Linked DNA regions of Sus scrofa: region 1 is linked to region 2. Evidence: chromatin contacts called from public Hi-C data. All regions are on one chromosome and are shown on one strand. The core of a region is the stretch at or near the end of the contact, and the rest is flanking DNA. Distances in the headings are between cores, read along the strand shown.

What was found. Hi-C and Micro-C count contacts between places; a contact is called where the count stands out from the background.
Region 1: a Hi-C map of subcutaneous adipose tissue shows a contact between it and region 2, with 3 times the contacts expected there. The contact joins the promoter of MEX3A here to the enhancer-like site in region 2. A contact is called at or near these places in 25 of 47 Hi-C or Micro-C datasets (adipose tissue, alveolar macrophages, blood and 13 more) and 2 of 2 datasets of contacts at active chromatin or transcription factors (alveolar macrophages and skeletal muscle).

Annotation. Positions count from the first base shown.
Region 1 is chr4:93,946,399-93,953,504 of Sscrofa11.1, forward strand. MEX3A (RNA-binding protein MEX3A) reads left to right here and starts at 3,478. Exons shown (of 2, transcript XM_021089689.1): 1 at 3,478-4,403. The coding sequence starts at 3,950.
Region 2 is chr4:93,819,526-93,826,603 of Sscrofa11.1, forward strand. The region is part of intron 1 of PMF1 (polyamine modulated factor 1); the gene reads right to left. Among named protein-coding and RNA genes, the nearest start is that of PMF1, 14 kb to the right of the region's middle. Within about 2 kb of position 3,631, at least 8 of the 83 cell types and tissues checked have an H3K27ac peak or open chromatin away from gene starts, as enhancers often do. A contact at or near this core is called in adipose tissue, alveolar macrophages and subcutaneous adipose tissue, where this site is marked.

The sequences.
Region 1 (7,106 bases), core at 2,228-4,727, 130 kb after region 2:
TTCAACCCCTATCTTGGGAACTTCCATATGTCTCGGATGCAACCCCCAAAAGCAAAAAATAAAATAAAATAAAGATCACAGTCTAGCTAAAGTCAGTTGCCAGGGGAGAGAAACAGGGCCTAAAAACTAACATTGATTGAGCACCTAAAATGCGTCAGGCACTGTGACAGGAAATTGCCCGATTATTTCCATTTGAGAGATGAGGGTGTCGAGGCTCAGCAGTTTGCTCAAGGGGCAGAACTAAAACAAGCAGCCTGTTTGGCTCCGGAGGCCAGCTCCTTCCTCTTACACCATGAAGCTTGGAACACACAGTTATGCTCACCACACCCTTATTGAGCTTCTGCTCGGGGGCAGGGTGGTGTCCTGACCACAGGGAGAGAAGGGTGGGGGACATTGACAAAAATGAGACCCCCTGGTCCTCTCCTCTAAGTCCTGAAAAGGAGAGACAGGTCAGCTACACACATTTCTGGTGATGGGCAGAGAGTGAGGGGTGGGGTAGGGTGGGCACAGCTATCTATTTCCAAGCAAAATTGCTTACAAGTGAGGCCATCGGCCCTAATGGTCATTATTCAAGATTGGGCAGACAAGGGGAGCCAGGAAAAGGAGGACCCCTGGACAGAAACCTAGCTTGGCCAACACAAGTGTCAGTGGAAGAGGGGAGTCTCCCAAACAAAGGAGGCCAGCAGCCTCTGGGAGTGAGAGAAGGACTCATCAAAACCCTTCCCAAGGGAGTTCCTATTGTGGCTCAGCAGTAACGAACCCAACTAGTATCCATGAGGACGCGGGTTCGATCCCTGGACTTGCTCATGGGTTAAGGATCGGGTGTTGCCATGAGCTGTGGTGTAGGTCACAGATGCTGCTCAGACGTGGCAATGTTGTGGCTACGGTGTAGGCCAGCAGCTGTAGCTCCAGTTCAGCCCCTAGCCTGGAACTTCCATATGCCTCAGGTGTGGCCCTAAAAAGCAAAAAAAAAAAAAAAAAAAAAACCAATCCTTTCTCAAGAACCTGACTGCTCAAGGTGCCCACCCCGCAGCTCTGGCAGGCCCTGCTGTGAGGGTACACACCTCACACCATCTGCAGGCACACGCCTCTGTATACACACCTATGCCCCAGACCTAAGTGCACTCACAGGTACATCCTGCCCCGCAGGTGCCATGTTCACCTTTGCCTCTCTCACCTTGGATACTTGGAATCAGTGGGACCCTGAGGGTGGACAGGGCCCATGATGCATAAACACTCCCAGGGGGTGGATGCATCCTTGTTGGATCAGTGAGGGGCATCCACCAGGGACTGCCCCTTCCTCTATCCCACCTCTTAGTCTACCCCTTCCCATTGGGCAGCTGTCCCCTCCCCACTCGAGCACACTTGTTTCTGTCTTTTGTTTTCCTCCCTGGCCAAATCCCCAAGGTTTCTTTGGTCATTAACCTCCTGCTTTAATTAGCTTAGTGGGGAGGAAAGTGGAAGCAGGGCAAATTCAGAGGTGGGTGTCTGGGGGGAATCTCATTTCGGTGGGGACAGGCTCAGACCAGCTGGTGACAAAAATGCCTGGCACACAATCCCACGCAACTGTTTGCTATTTCTATTCATGTGAAAAACAGTCACCTGGTCCACAGAGTAGGACTCTTTCTCCAGAGTAGGAGCCCCCTGGCTCCCAGTACACAGTTACCCCAATCAGGTTCCTGGGGCAGAAGGAGAGGGGAACAGCCCACTCCCATAGGGCCTTGTCTCTCCAATTCTTCCTCTCCCACTCTTGCTTAGAGTCGGGAGCGCCCAATCCCACAAGGTTAAGTTAAATCCTTGAGCCAGAAGATACCCCTCCCCAAACCCCGAGCCTTCCAGGCTTTCTCAGTCATGGCTCCCCTGCCCTGGATCTCCTGCTGGGCAAAGAGAATCGAGAGCCCCCCCAGAGTGTGCCAACACCCACCCGCTTCTGAGATCCTTCACCCTGGCTCCCGCCCTTCCACTGGTGTGCAGATTTACTCTTTGTGAGAATCAGTTTAGGGAACTGGGCTTTGCAGCAGCTCAGCCCTCATGGCCTCACAGTGCCTGGTCTGTGAGGTCATCTCCTCTGTTCCTCTGCCTCCAAAGAGGACTTTACCTCACAAACTAGTTCGGATTTTTGGGTTCAAAGGCACTCCAGGAAAGGGCACCCTTCCATGGCTGCTCACCCACACATTCTTATAAAATTCTTTTGGGAAGTTCTTAAAAGTCTGATCTCAAGCCCTCAAGTTGCAGTGCCATCCTTTCTCCTACTGGGAAAGACCCAGGCATAAAGAGAGTGACAAAAGAAATGCCAAAGCTATGGGGTGAGGGGAGAAGAAAAGATTGCTTTACACTCCAACTTCCACAAGCTCCCCTAAAAGTCCCCAGCTGTCCAATTCGTGCCTTAAATACTGATTTTTTACTTTCACCAAATTTCCAGAGTCACAAGGTATTATTCAATGGGAGAAAGATGGGTGAGGCAAAGCAGAATGACGGTTAAGGCTAAAGAACAGATCGCCCCCAAGCTGTATGCACGGCCCAGGTCTGAGGAAGCCCGGGTCTCCATTCCATCGGGTCTCTCTTTCCTCCTCCTGTCGCACCCAAAGCTCCCGGCTCTCCCTAAACTGTTAAGTCACATCACGTCTTTCAGACTTCCCTTGCTTCCCCATTCTCGGTCCCCTACTTCTCTCCTCTCTTTCCACCCCTTCGTCCTCCTCACCTCAACACTCCAGAGCCCTCCCGGTTCCCTCTACAGATCAGAAGGAAGTGAACTAACTCACCTCCCAGTCGGTGCCTCTCAGATCTCCGAGACTGGGGGGCAGGAGGGGATGAGGGAGGATGGCTTGCCGCTTGGGGATGAGGGGACCCCGTCTTTTGCCAGGGGGTCCCACCCTCCAACCCGGCACCCCATCCCGGCTCCCAGAGCGCGCAGGACCAAGCTCTCCCCGCATCGCGGCTGCGGGCTTTGTCTGCTCTGCGGAGAACCTCTCCCCGCGGCCGGGAGCCGGGATATACTCTGGGAGAGCGGGAGGGGGGAGCGGAGAGCTGAGAGGGAGCGCGACAGGGAGGGGGAAGAGGGGAGAGAGCGAGAGAGCGAGAGAAAGCCGCAGTGACCCAGCCGGGACCGCTCCCCGCCCTCTCGCCCCCCCTCATTATCATAAGAAAGAAGGACCTGAGACTGGCCCGGATCGGGAAGGAGCCCGTCTTGGGAGGGGGGACACACTCCATTAGCCTTTTTTCGACCCGAACCGTTTCTGTACACTGACTCCTCTCCCGGTGCCCGCCCCTCGGAAAAATGAGGGACCTCGACTTCCATCCCACCCTCAGCTTCGCCTCTGAGCCGCGGGTAAAGACCGAAGGCACATCCCTATCCTCCTCGGGTCAGGGAATTCGTCCCCTCGCCCCCAAGGGCGGGAAACTACAACTCCCGGCATGCCCCGGGCGCCCCCGGCGCGCCCCCCTCCCGTCAGTTCCATGCTGCTCCATCCAGTTCATTTAAAACAAAAGAGTTTGAGCGCTGGAAGGGGCTGGGCTCTATTGGGGGCCACTGAGCGCCGCTCCTGGACTGGGGCTCGGTGCGGGAGCCTAAGGGGGGCGTCTGGACGGCGGGGTCTAGAGACTCCCGGGCCTGAGGCGGGAGGGGTGGGGGCAGAGATCCCGCAGCCCCCCGCCCCCCGTCACCCCCGGAGAAGAGAGGAGATCTGCTTTCTTGGTTTTGCTTCTCTTTCCCCCCACCCCCACCCCGGGGGCTGGGGCGAGGGGAGTCGGGTTACAGGGTGTTTGGGGAGGGGGGCTTAGGGGGAGGGTCTATCTTTCTATCTCGCTTTCTTCCCCCCTCCCCAGTTCTTTGTTCCCCCTCCCCACACACCCCCCTCCTCTCCTCTCCCCTCCCCTCCTCTCTCCTCTTTTCCCTTCCACCACCTCTCTCTCTCTCCCTCTCTCTCTCTCCCCCAGCTTTTGTTTCGCCATGCCTAGTCTAGTGGTATCTGGAATAATGGAAAGAAATGGGGGCTTTGGAGAACTAGGATGTTTCGGGGGAAGCGCTAAGGACCGAGGGCTGCTGGAAGACGAGCGCGCCCTTCAGCTGGCTCTCGATCAACTCTGCCTCCTGGGTTTGGGGGAGCCCCCCGCCCCCACGGCGGGCGAGGACGGGGGAGGTGGGGGGGGCGGCGCCCCCGCGCAGCCGGCCGCCCCCCCGCAGCCGGCCCAGCCGCCGCCGCCCGCGGCGCCCCCGGCCGCCCCGACAGCGGCCCCCGCGGCGCAGACGCCCCAGCCCCCCACCGCCCCCAAAGGGGCCAGCGACGCCAAGCTCTGCGCTCTCTACAAAGAGGCCGAGCTGCGCCTGAAGGGCAGCAGCAACACCACCGAGTGTGTACCCGTGCCCACCTCCGAGCACGTGGCCGAGATCGTGGGCAGGCAAGGTAAGCGGGCGCCGGGACCGTGGAGAGAGACTGGAGTGGGGGGCACCCCATCCCTAGCACGGAAAGTTCATTTCCTCCCTCCTTGCCCGCCTCTGGCTTGGTCTCTTCCCCACAAAGGGGGACCCGCCCCCTACCCTGATTTCCAAGTGCCACAAAGTTCCCGGCTACCCCCCAGTTGGGACTGTTCTCCAGATCCTTCCTCCCCTCAGGGCTGTGCCCTTAGACAAAGAAATATCCTCCGGTGGAGAGAGGGAAAAGGGAGGGGGATTGGTCTTCCAATCCGGGGAGGCTGTCCGGAGGGGGTGTCCACTCCTAGCCGGAAAAACTGGCAGAATGTGCAAAGAGTTACTCCGAGGCCCCTACTCCGGCATCTGCTAGTGGGTTGGGGAGGGGGCACCCCTGGGACCCCCAGCCGCCTGGAGTTACAGACTTTGGGGGAGACCTGGCCCGGGAAGCCAGACTGAGTATCTGTCTCTTTGTTGGGCTGAGTGTAGGAATGGAAGGGGGTGTGGCTCATGGGAGGGTCCCAGCCTGGGGGTGAGGTGGGGAAGGGGGACTGCTGGGAGGAGGGAGTCCTGTGGTCACCCACACACCAAAGTTGAATGGTCTGTGGGGTTTCGGAAGGGGTGCTTGCAACGAAGTGCCACGTCCTGGTGTGGACCTCTCCTCCTCCCTCTCAGGCTTTTGTTCTGGGCTGGCCACAGCGAGGGGCCAGAGGCCTGAAGAGGGGTCTCTGGTAGTGAGAGAGTAGGACTGGGCGGGATGGGGCATCCCAGGGGATAAGAAACCTTCAGCCGGAGATTTGGTGGAGGGCATGTGTCTGGGTGTGTTGTTGGGGTGGTGGTGGTGGTGGTGGGTGTAGAATTAATCCAGTGTAGTATGTCTGATACCACACCCTCCTCCATTCCAGCATCCCTGGGCGGGTGGGGGTGGGAGTGTTGGTGAGGGTCCAGACTGAGCAGACGGGGATCGTGGGGACCCTTCCCTCTCCTGGTTTCCCAAAGGGGGGTGGGGGGGCGGGATTTGGAAATTGCTAGGGGGCTGGGCTGGGGAGGTGTGGGGTGGGGGAGGAGCAGGGGAGGAGCTGTCCCACAGTGGGGAACAATAGAGGAGCTGCATTCCGGCTGGGAGTGAGGGAGGAGGCCAGCTCCTGGCAGGGGAAGAGGGGAGGCTAGCCAGGGGGGCCCCTACTCCATATCCCACCTCGTCCACCCGGAGTATGGGGGGTTGGGGGGATTTTGCGGGGAGATCCTGAATGGAGGAGGGGAAGATGCCACTCCCCGGCACAGCCCTCATCCCCCTGGGGCACTCCATCTCTTGAGGTTTCTGGTTTTAAAAGTTGGATTTCCTCTTGTTACCAGAAACTAGGGACCCAGAGCCATGGAATTGGGTGGGGACACTGATATCTTTTCTCGGTGCGGGGGTGGTCTTGGGAGGCCCCGGAATTTCATGGAGTCATTCTTTCCTCTTCTGCCTCCGCATCAGATGGGCCTGCCTCTCATAAAAGTAGGGGAATCTCTCCTCTTCAGAGAAGATAAGCCTCCCCCCTCATTCCTTAAGTAATTGGAAGTCCTTTCTCTTGTCTGACCTCCCTCCTCCTGCTGCAGTGTCAGTGCTCCTCTATTTGACCTCTAGGAAGGTGAAAGCCAATGGGTCTTCCCTTCAAGAGATGCTCCTTCAAGGTTGTGGAACCCAGGACAAGGTCCACCACTTCTGCACCTCCAGGCTTCTAGCTTTTCTCCTTCCTCTTATGCCTGGCCCGTCCTCCTCACCCCAACTCCAGTCCCCAAAGACACCTAGATCTCATGTAAGTTTATGGACCCAAAACTTAGAGCCCGAACCCAGGTGCCTATCAGATACCATGCGGATAGAAGTTGTAGGAGAAGGGACTTCACGTTCCTTAACCCTCCACACCTCCCAAGCAGGACAGTCACTGACTGACCTTAAATCAGCAAGGATGCGGGCTTGACAACAGGTAGGACTTCTCAACTGCCAAGAGGTCTGAAGACAAAAAGGGAGGAGCAAATCCTCCTTCCTGAGGTCTCTTGAAGGTGAGGAGAGCTGCCCCCAACCCATCCTCCAGCCACACACCAGTTTAATAGGGTTGGAGAAGAGGCCATCTGGAGTGGAGAAAGGAGGGGGGAACAATTAAGCTCACCTCAGGCCTGTGGTTGGAGGGTTGGGGCAGAGTCAGAAAACTAGGACCGCTGGCGTTGGTTTGGGGGGACAGGTAGTGTCGCAGGGGTGTGAGAAAGGGAATGGCGAGCGTGTATCTGGAGAAGGGTATGAACGAGTCTATATGTGAATGGGGGCAAAAGTTGTGGGTGGGCGTGTATAGGAATGTGCCATGGGGGGGCAGGGGGATGGAAGAGTTGGGTGGATGAAAGGTTGAAACACAGGGAGTCCGTGTGTATGAGAGACAAGAGTGTGTGAAAGTGTATGTTAGGCTTGCACCCCAAGTATCATTAGATAAAGGCACACCACTGCATCATGGCTCCTCGTAGGTCCATGTGTGTGTATGTGCAAATTCACACACATGTAGCATGTGTGCTTCGAGGAAGCCACTGAGTCTCTGAGGTTCTGTGTGAAGCCAGGGGCAGGGAGAGGGAAGCAGAGAAGGAGGAGAGATTTGTCCAGTCAGCTGTCAAGGTCTGCCACCTTTAGACTGCAGTGTGGCCATCCCACCCTCCCTCACTTTTCTCT
Region 2 (7,078 bases), core at 2,381-4,880:
TCCCAGGTTAGGGGTAAATAGGAACTGCAGCTGCCCGCCTATGCCACAGCCATAGCAACATGGGATCTGAGCTGTGTCTGCAACCTACACTACAGCTCATGGCAGCACCAGATCCTTAACCCACTGAGCGGGGCCAGGGATCGAACCAGCAACTTCGTGGATACTAGTCGGATTCGTTTCCGCTGAGCCACAACAGGAACCCCAGGATCTACTTTGTTAACAGCTTTCAAATACATCACACGGCAGTGTTAACTGTAGTCATCATGTTGGACGCTACATCCCTTGTTCTATTCATCTTATAATTGGAAGTTTGTATCTTCTGACCACCTTCATGCAATTCCCTCTCCCCCTAACCCCAGTGTTTCCTTTCTTGAGAGCCAGTGCAGACTTGGGAATGACGTGAATGCCCTTGTGAATTTCCGGAAAAAACAAAAACAGAAACAAAAAAACACTCCCAGAGAAACAGGAAAAGTGATGCATTTTAGAAAACATTCATGGCCACACCCACCAAATCTCACATTTTATCTTCTCATGTAAACGCTAGCATCTCTGTGGATAGGCACGCCATCTGCTACTTCACTGGGATCTCCAGGGTACCCAGGACAGTGTTAGATATACAGCAGCAGCACTCAAGACATGCTGCAGACCAGGTGACCAGGGATGAAGTGAGGCTTGGGCTGCCTGGCCCTAGGCCTGTCCCACTCCCAGCCACCTGGACCCGAGGGTACCAGGCCTGGGCTACTTGGACAGAGGAGTCCTCCCTGCAAAGAGTCTCCAACAGCCTCTCTGCCAAGTCCCCCTTTGCCCTCTGCTGTAATGATCTCTGCCCTTGGCCTTCCAAGGGTACACAAGGGGCCACCCAACTGTGCTGGGTAAGTGCACTGGCTCTAAAGAGTGCTGTCCTTTTGCCTGGGTTCAAATCCTACCTCTACCACTCATCAGCTGAGTGATCTTGGACAACCTCCTCATCTATATAAGCCTGTTTCCACCTCTGTCAAATGGAGATAATAACTGTAAGTCACAAAATTAGTTCCTGTTGTGGCACAATGGCAGCAGAATCTCTGGAGCACTGAGACATAGATTTGATCCCCAGCCCAGCACAGCACAGTATCTGGCATTGCTGCAGTCGCAGCAGAGATCCCAACAGTGGCTCAGATCTGATCCCTGGCAGGTTAGGAAAGGATACAAATGAACTTTTTAGGGGTGTACCTTCGGCATATGGAAATTTTCAGGCTAGGAGTCGAATCTGAGCTACAGCTGCTGGCCTATGACACAGCCACAGCAATGCTGGATCTGAGTTGCGTCTGTGACCTACACCACAGCTCACGGCAACACCGGTTCCTTAACCCACTGAGTGAGGCCAGAGATGGAACCTGCATCCTCATGGATCCTAGTCGGATACCTTAACCACTGAGCCACCAAGGGAACTCCAAGTGAACTTATGTGCAGAGCAGAAACAGACTCACAGACTTTGAAAAACTTACAGTTACCAAAGGGGACATGTGGTGGGGTGGGATGGACTAGGGATTTAGGATTGTACATGCAGACTGAGGTATATGGAATGACTGGCCAGTGGGGAGCTGCTGTACAGCACAGAGAACTCTACCCAATATTCTGTGATAATCTATGTGGGAAAACAATCTGAAAGAGAATGAATGTGTGTACATGTATAGCAGAATCACTTTGTGGTACAGCAGAAATTATCACAATCTCCTAAATCGACTGTACTTCAATAAAACATAAAACAAAACAAAACAAACTATCTACAAGTCACAAAATTACTGTGAGGATTAAATGAGGTTTTGCATACAAAATACCTAGTATAGTGTGTGGCCCATAGCATAGCACATGGAGATGCTCCAAGTTAGCTACAGTTATTATTACTTTCTCTAAAGAAAAGTTCTCACCACCCCTGAGAAGCATAGAACAGTCAGTAACTTGGCTTCCTAGAGTTGAGAGGGCTCCCCTGCAGAAGGTAAGTGCTTAATAAATACATCTTGGTTGCACCTGTATGTATGGAAAGAACCCATTGCCCTCCGCTGTAATGTAATTTAGCCCAAAGAAAAGCCTACATTGTGGCCCTACAAAAAGGGTTACTTTTGTTATCAATGAAAGTAACTTTTAAAGAGGACATTTACTGAGTTGCAGACACAGCCAGGATCCTGCATTGCTGTGGCTGTGGTGTAGGCCAGCAGGTATAGCTCTGATTCAACCCCTAGCCTGGGAACCTCCATATGCCACGGGTACGGCCCTAAAAAGCAAAAATAAAATAAAATAAAGACTACATTTACTGAGTTTCAAAACAGAAATGACTACATTAACTGATTTTAATCTATTTTTTCTTTGAAACCCTTATTGTGTAATATCTGAGTCACTATCACTGTTTTTAAACTCATTGCAAAAGCATTTCAATTACTGTGCAAAAAAACTCATACAAATAATCCAAAAACATATAAGGAACCATAAAAGACCCAGAACTGCCAAAGAAATCCTGAGAGAAAAAAACAAAGCAGGAGTCATAATTCTCCCAGACTTCAGACAACATCACGAAGCTATAGTAATCAAGACAGTGTGGTAGTGGTAAAAAAACAGACACACCAATCAATGGAACAGAACAGAGATCCCAGAAATAAACCCAGACACCTATGATCAATTAATTTTTGACAAAGGAGGCAAGAATATAAAATGGGAAAAAGACAGTCTTTTCAGCAAGGGGTGCTGGGAAAACTGGACAGCTGCATGTAAATCAATGAAACTAGGACATACCCTCACACCATGCACAAAAATAAACTCAAAATGGCTTAACGACTTAAACATAAGATAAGACATCATAAAACTCCTAAAGGAGAACATAGGAAAAATATTCTGACATAAATATTTTATTAGGTCAGTCTCCCAAGGCAATAGAAATTAAAAAAAAAGGGACCTAATCAAACTTACAAGCTATTGCACAGCAAAGGAAACCATAAACAAAATGAAAAGACAATCTATGAAATGGGAGAAAATATATATATTTTTAAAATTTTCCCACTGGGAGAAAATATTTTGCAAATGATGTATAGCACAGGGAACTAAATCCAATCTCTTGGGAGAGACCATGATAGAAGATAATATAATCATATATATATGTATATATGTGTGTGTGTGTGTGTGTGTATATATATATGACTATCACTTTATAGTGGTGTAGTGAAGATAATTAGATAATTATATATATATAATTATATATATGTATGCACATATATATATGACTATCACTTTATAGTGGTATAATGAAGATAATATAATTATGTATATTTGACTATCAGTTTATAGTGATACAGTGAATATAATTATGTATATGACTGTCACTTTGCTGTATAGCAGAAATTGGTACAACACTGTAAATCAACTATAGTTTAATAAAAAAAAACACACTACCGTAAATTGACTTATCATTTAAAATATTTAAGCCCAGAATCAAGCTCTGGTGTTTTGTCAATCTTTCAGTTTTATACCCAGATAAATTCTATAGGAATGGAAAGACAGAGGTACAGAAAAGTAAACATGTGTCCTAGTGCTAAGGAAGCCCTGGCCTTCCTCCATGGTAACTGGCTTGCTACTCAACTGAACTCCTGTTTCACAGACTGTCCACCAGAGGGCGGGTGGCAACTGGCATTTCAGCCCAGTATAGGAATGGAGGGCAAAGAAGACAGAGACCAAGAAAAATAGAAACTGGAGAGAGAAAATGGGGAACACTGTGACAAACTTATGCCTCCACCCCCCCACCATCTGCCCTATTTCATTAAGAAATGTTTCTATTAAAAAAAAAAGAAGAAGAAGAAGATGGAGAAAGAAAAACAAAGTAGAAATGTTCCTCTGGTCTTTCCCCATCCTTGCCTTCTCGGTTCTGTATATCCTGGGCAGCCCCAGGACAGAAAGGGAAAGGGGAAAAAACAATCAGAAGTGTGCCTTGATGAAAATAAGAGGCCAGGGAGTTCCCGCCATGGTTCAATGGTTAACAAACCCAACTAGTTTCCATAAGGATGCGGATTTGATCCCTGGCTTTGTTCAGTGGGTTAAGGATCTGGCGTTGCTGTGAGCTGTGGTGTAGGTCGAAGATGCGGCTTGGATCCAGTGTTGCTGTGGCTGTGGCATAGGCTGGCAGCTACAGCTCCGATTCAACCCCTAGCCTGGGAACCTCCATACACCTCCGGTGTAGCCCTAAATAGATAAAAGACCAAAAAAAAAAAAAAAAAAAAGAAAAGAAGAGATCAGTGAGCCTCACATAAATCAATGAAGTAAGAACACTCCCTCACACCACGCACAAAAATAAACTCAAAATGGCTTAAAGCCTTAAATATAAGATATTACACCATAAAACTCCTAAAAGAGAATATAGGCAAAACATTGTTTTATATAAATTGAAGCAATGTTTTCTTAGGTCTCCCGAGGCAACAGAAACAAAAGCAAAAATAAACAAATGGACCTAACCAAACATGTAAGTTTTTACACTGCAAAGGAAACCATAAACAAAACAAAAATACAACTTACAGAATGGGAAAATATATTTGCAAATGATGTGATTGACAAGGGCTTAATTTCCAAAATATACAAACAGCTCATACAACTCAACAATAAAAAAAAAAATCCTAATCAAATATGTGGAAGGGAGTTCCCGTCCTGGCTCAGCAGAAACAAATCTCTCTAGCATCCATGAGGATGCAGGTTCAATCCCCGACCTCGATCAGTGGGTTAAAGAACCAGAGTTGCCATGAGCTGCAGTGTAGGAAACCGACAAGGCTCTGATCTGACAATTCTGGGGCTGTGGTGTACGCCAGTAGCTACAGCTCCGATTAGACCCCTGGGCTGGGAACCTCCATATGCCGTGGGTGTGGCCCTAAAAAGACAACCTCCCCCCAAAAAAAACCCCAAAAAATGGCCAAAAGATCTAAATAGACATTTCTCCAAAGACAACATACAGATGGCCCATGGCACACGAAAAGATGCTCAACATAGCTAATTATTAGAGAAATGCAAATCAAAACTACAATGAGGTATTACCTCACACTGGTCTGAATGGCCATCATTAAAAAGCCTACAAATAAAAAATGCTCAAGAGGGTATGGAGAAAAGACAACCCTCCTACACTGTTGGTGGGAATGGAAACTGGTGCAGTCTTCTCTATGGAGAACAGTATGGAGGTTCCTTAAGAAACTAAAGACAGGAGTTCCTGCTGTGGTGCAATGAGTTAATGATCCAGTGATGTCTCTGTGGAGGCTCAGGTTCCAGCCCAAGCCCAGCGCAGTGAGTTAAGGATTCAGTGTTGCCACAGCTACAGCTCAGATTTGATCCCTGGCTCAGGAATTTTCGTATGCCATGGGTGTGGCCGAAAAAGAAAAAAAGAAAAGAAAAACTAAGTACAGAGTTTCCATACGATCCAACAATCCTATTTCTAGGCATATATATGAAGAAAAGTGTAATTCAAAAGATACATGCAGTTACTCAGCCATTAAAAAGAAAGAAATAACGGCATTTGCAGCAACATGGATGGACCTAGAAATTATCATACTAAGTGAAGTCAGTCAGACAATGAGACACCAACATCAAATGCTATCACTTACATGTGGAATCTTAAAAAAAGGACACAATGAACTTCTTTGCAGAACAGATACCGACTCAGAGACTTTGAAAAACTTATGGTTTTCAAATGAGACAGGTTGGGGGGCGGGGGGATGCACTGAGGGTTTGGGATGGAAATGCTATAAAATTTGGTTGTGATGATTGTTGTACAACCATAAATGTAATAAAATTCATTGAGTAACTAAAAAAAGATACATGCAGGATGCTATAAAACTGAGTTGTGATGATCACTGTACAACTATAAATGTATTACAATTTATTGAGTAATAAAAAAAAGAAAAACAAACAAACAGATACATGCTGGAGTTCCCATTGTGGCTCAGTGGAAACAAACCCGACTAGTATCCATGAGGATGTGGGTTCAATCCCTGGCTCTACTCAGTAGGTTGAGGATCTGGTGTTGCCACAAGCTGTGGTGTAGGTTGTAGATGTGGCTCAGATCCTGAGTTGCTATGGCTGTTGTACAGGCTGGCAACTGTGGCTCCGATTTGACCCTTAGCCTGGGAACTTCCACAGGCCACAGGTGCAGCTATAAAAAGAAAAAAGTTATCTTTTAAAAATTTAAAAATTAAAGTTATTTTTAAAAAATTAATCTTAGTTATGTCTTTAGGTTATTAGGTCTCTGGGGCTTATTTTAACCTTTTATTGCTTGGATTCTTTTGGAAACCACTAGGAAGTTAATAGTGAGAATCTAAAATTAGAATACTTTTTCTATTAAAAAAAGGAAAAGCTTCTGATTTGATAAATATTAGCATGAAGATAAAAAAATACCATCAGGTAACTGTATTCATTTATTCACTTGACAAACACTGAGCACTGACCATTTGCCAGGTTGAACTCAGTGGCACAAACTCAAAGATAAGAGTACAATCCCACCCTCAAAGGGCATACAGTTTAGAAGGAAAGACAGACCAAAATGAGGATGGGACAGCATGGGGGGCTTAGAAGGGAGCTCCAGGAAGACTCCCTAGAGGAAACACCACCTGAGACCCAAGACTGTCACAGTCAGTCAGAGGACAGAAGGCCCCAGCAGTGTAGCCAAGAGTAAAGTGTACATATATCCCTGTACACTGTACCCGTGAAGACATAATAACAGGAAATGTGTCCTGGGCACTGACTAGAACCAGGCACTCTACTAAGCACTCCATGTGGAATAACTCATTTAGTCCTCACAATACCTCTTTGGAATAGGGTCTATGAGCACCATGCCCATTTTTCAGATGCAGACACTGAGGCAGAGAGAAGCTTGCCCAAGGTCACACAGCTGGGGCATGGTGGAGCCATATGAACTGGATCACGTGTCCCTATCATCCAAGACACACAGTCCGAAGTCTGGTGGGCCAGGCAGAGAAGGGCCAGGCACACAGAGTCTGCACTGTATCCTGCTGGGAAGAGCTAGAAAGGGTGTTAAGCAGGGGTGGGATATGATCCACTTGTATTTTTTTGCCTTTTGTCT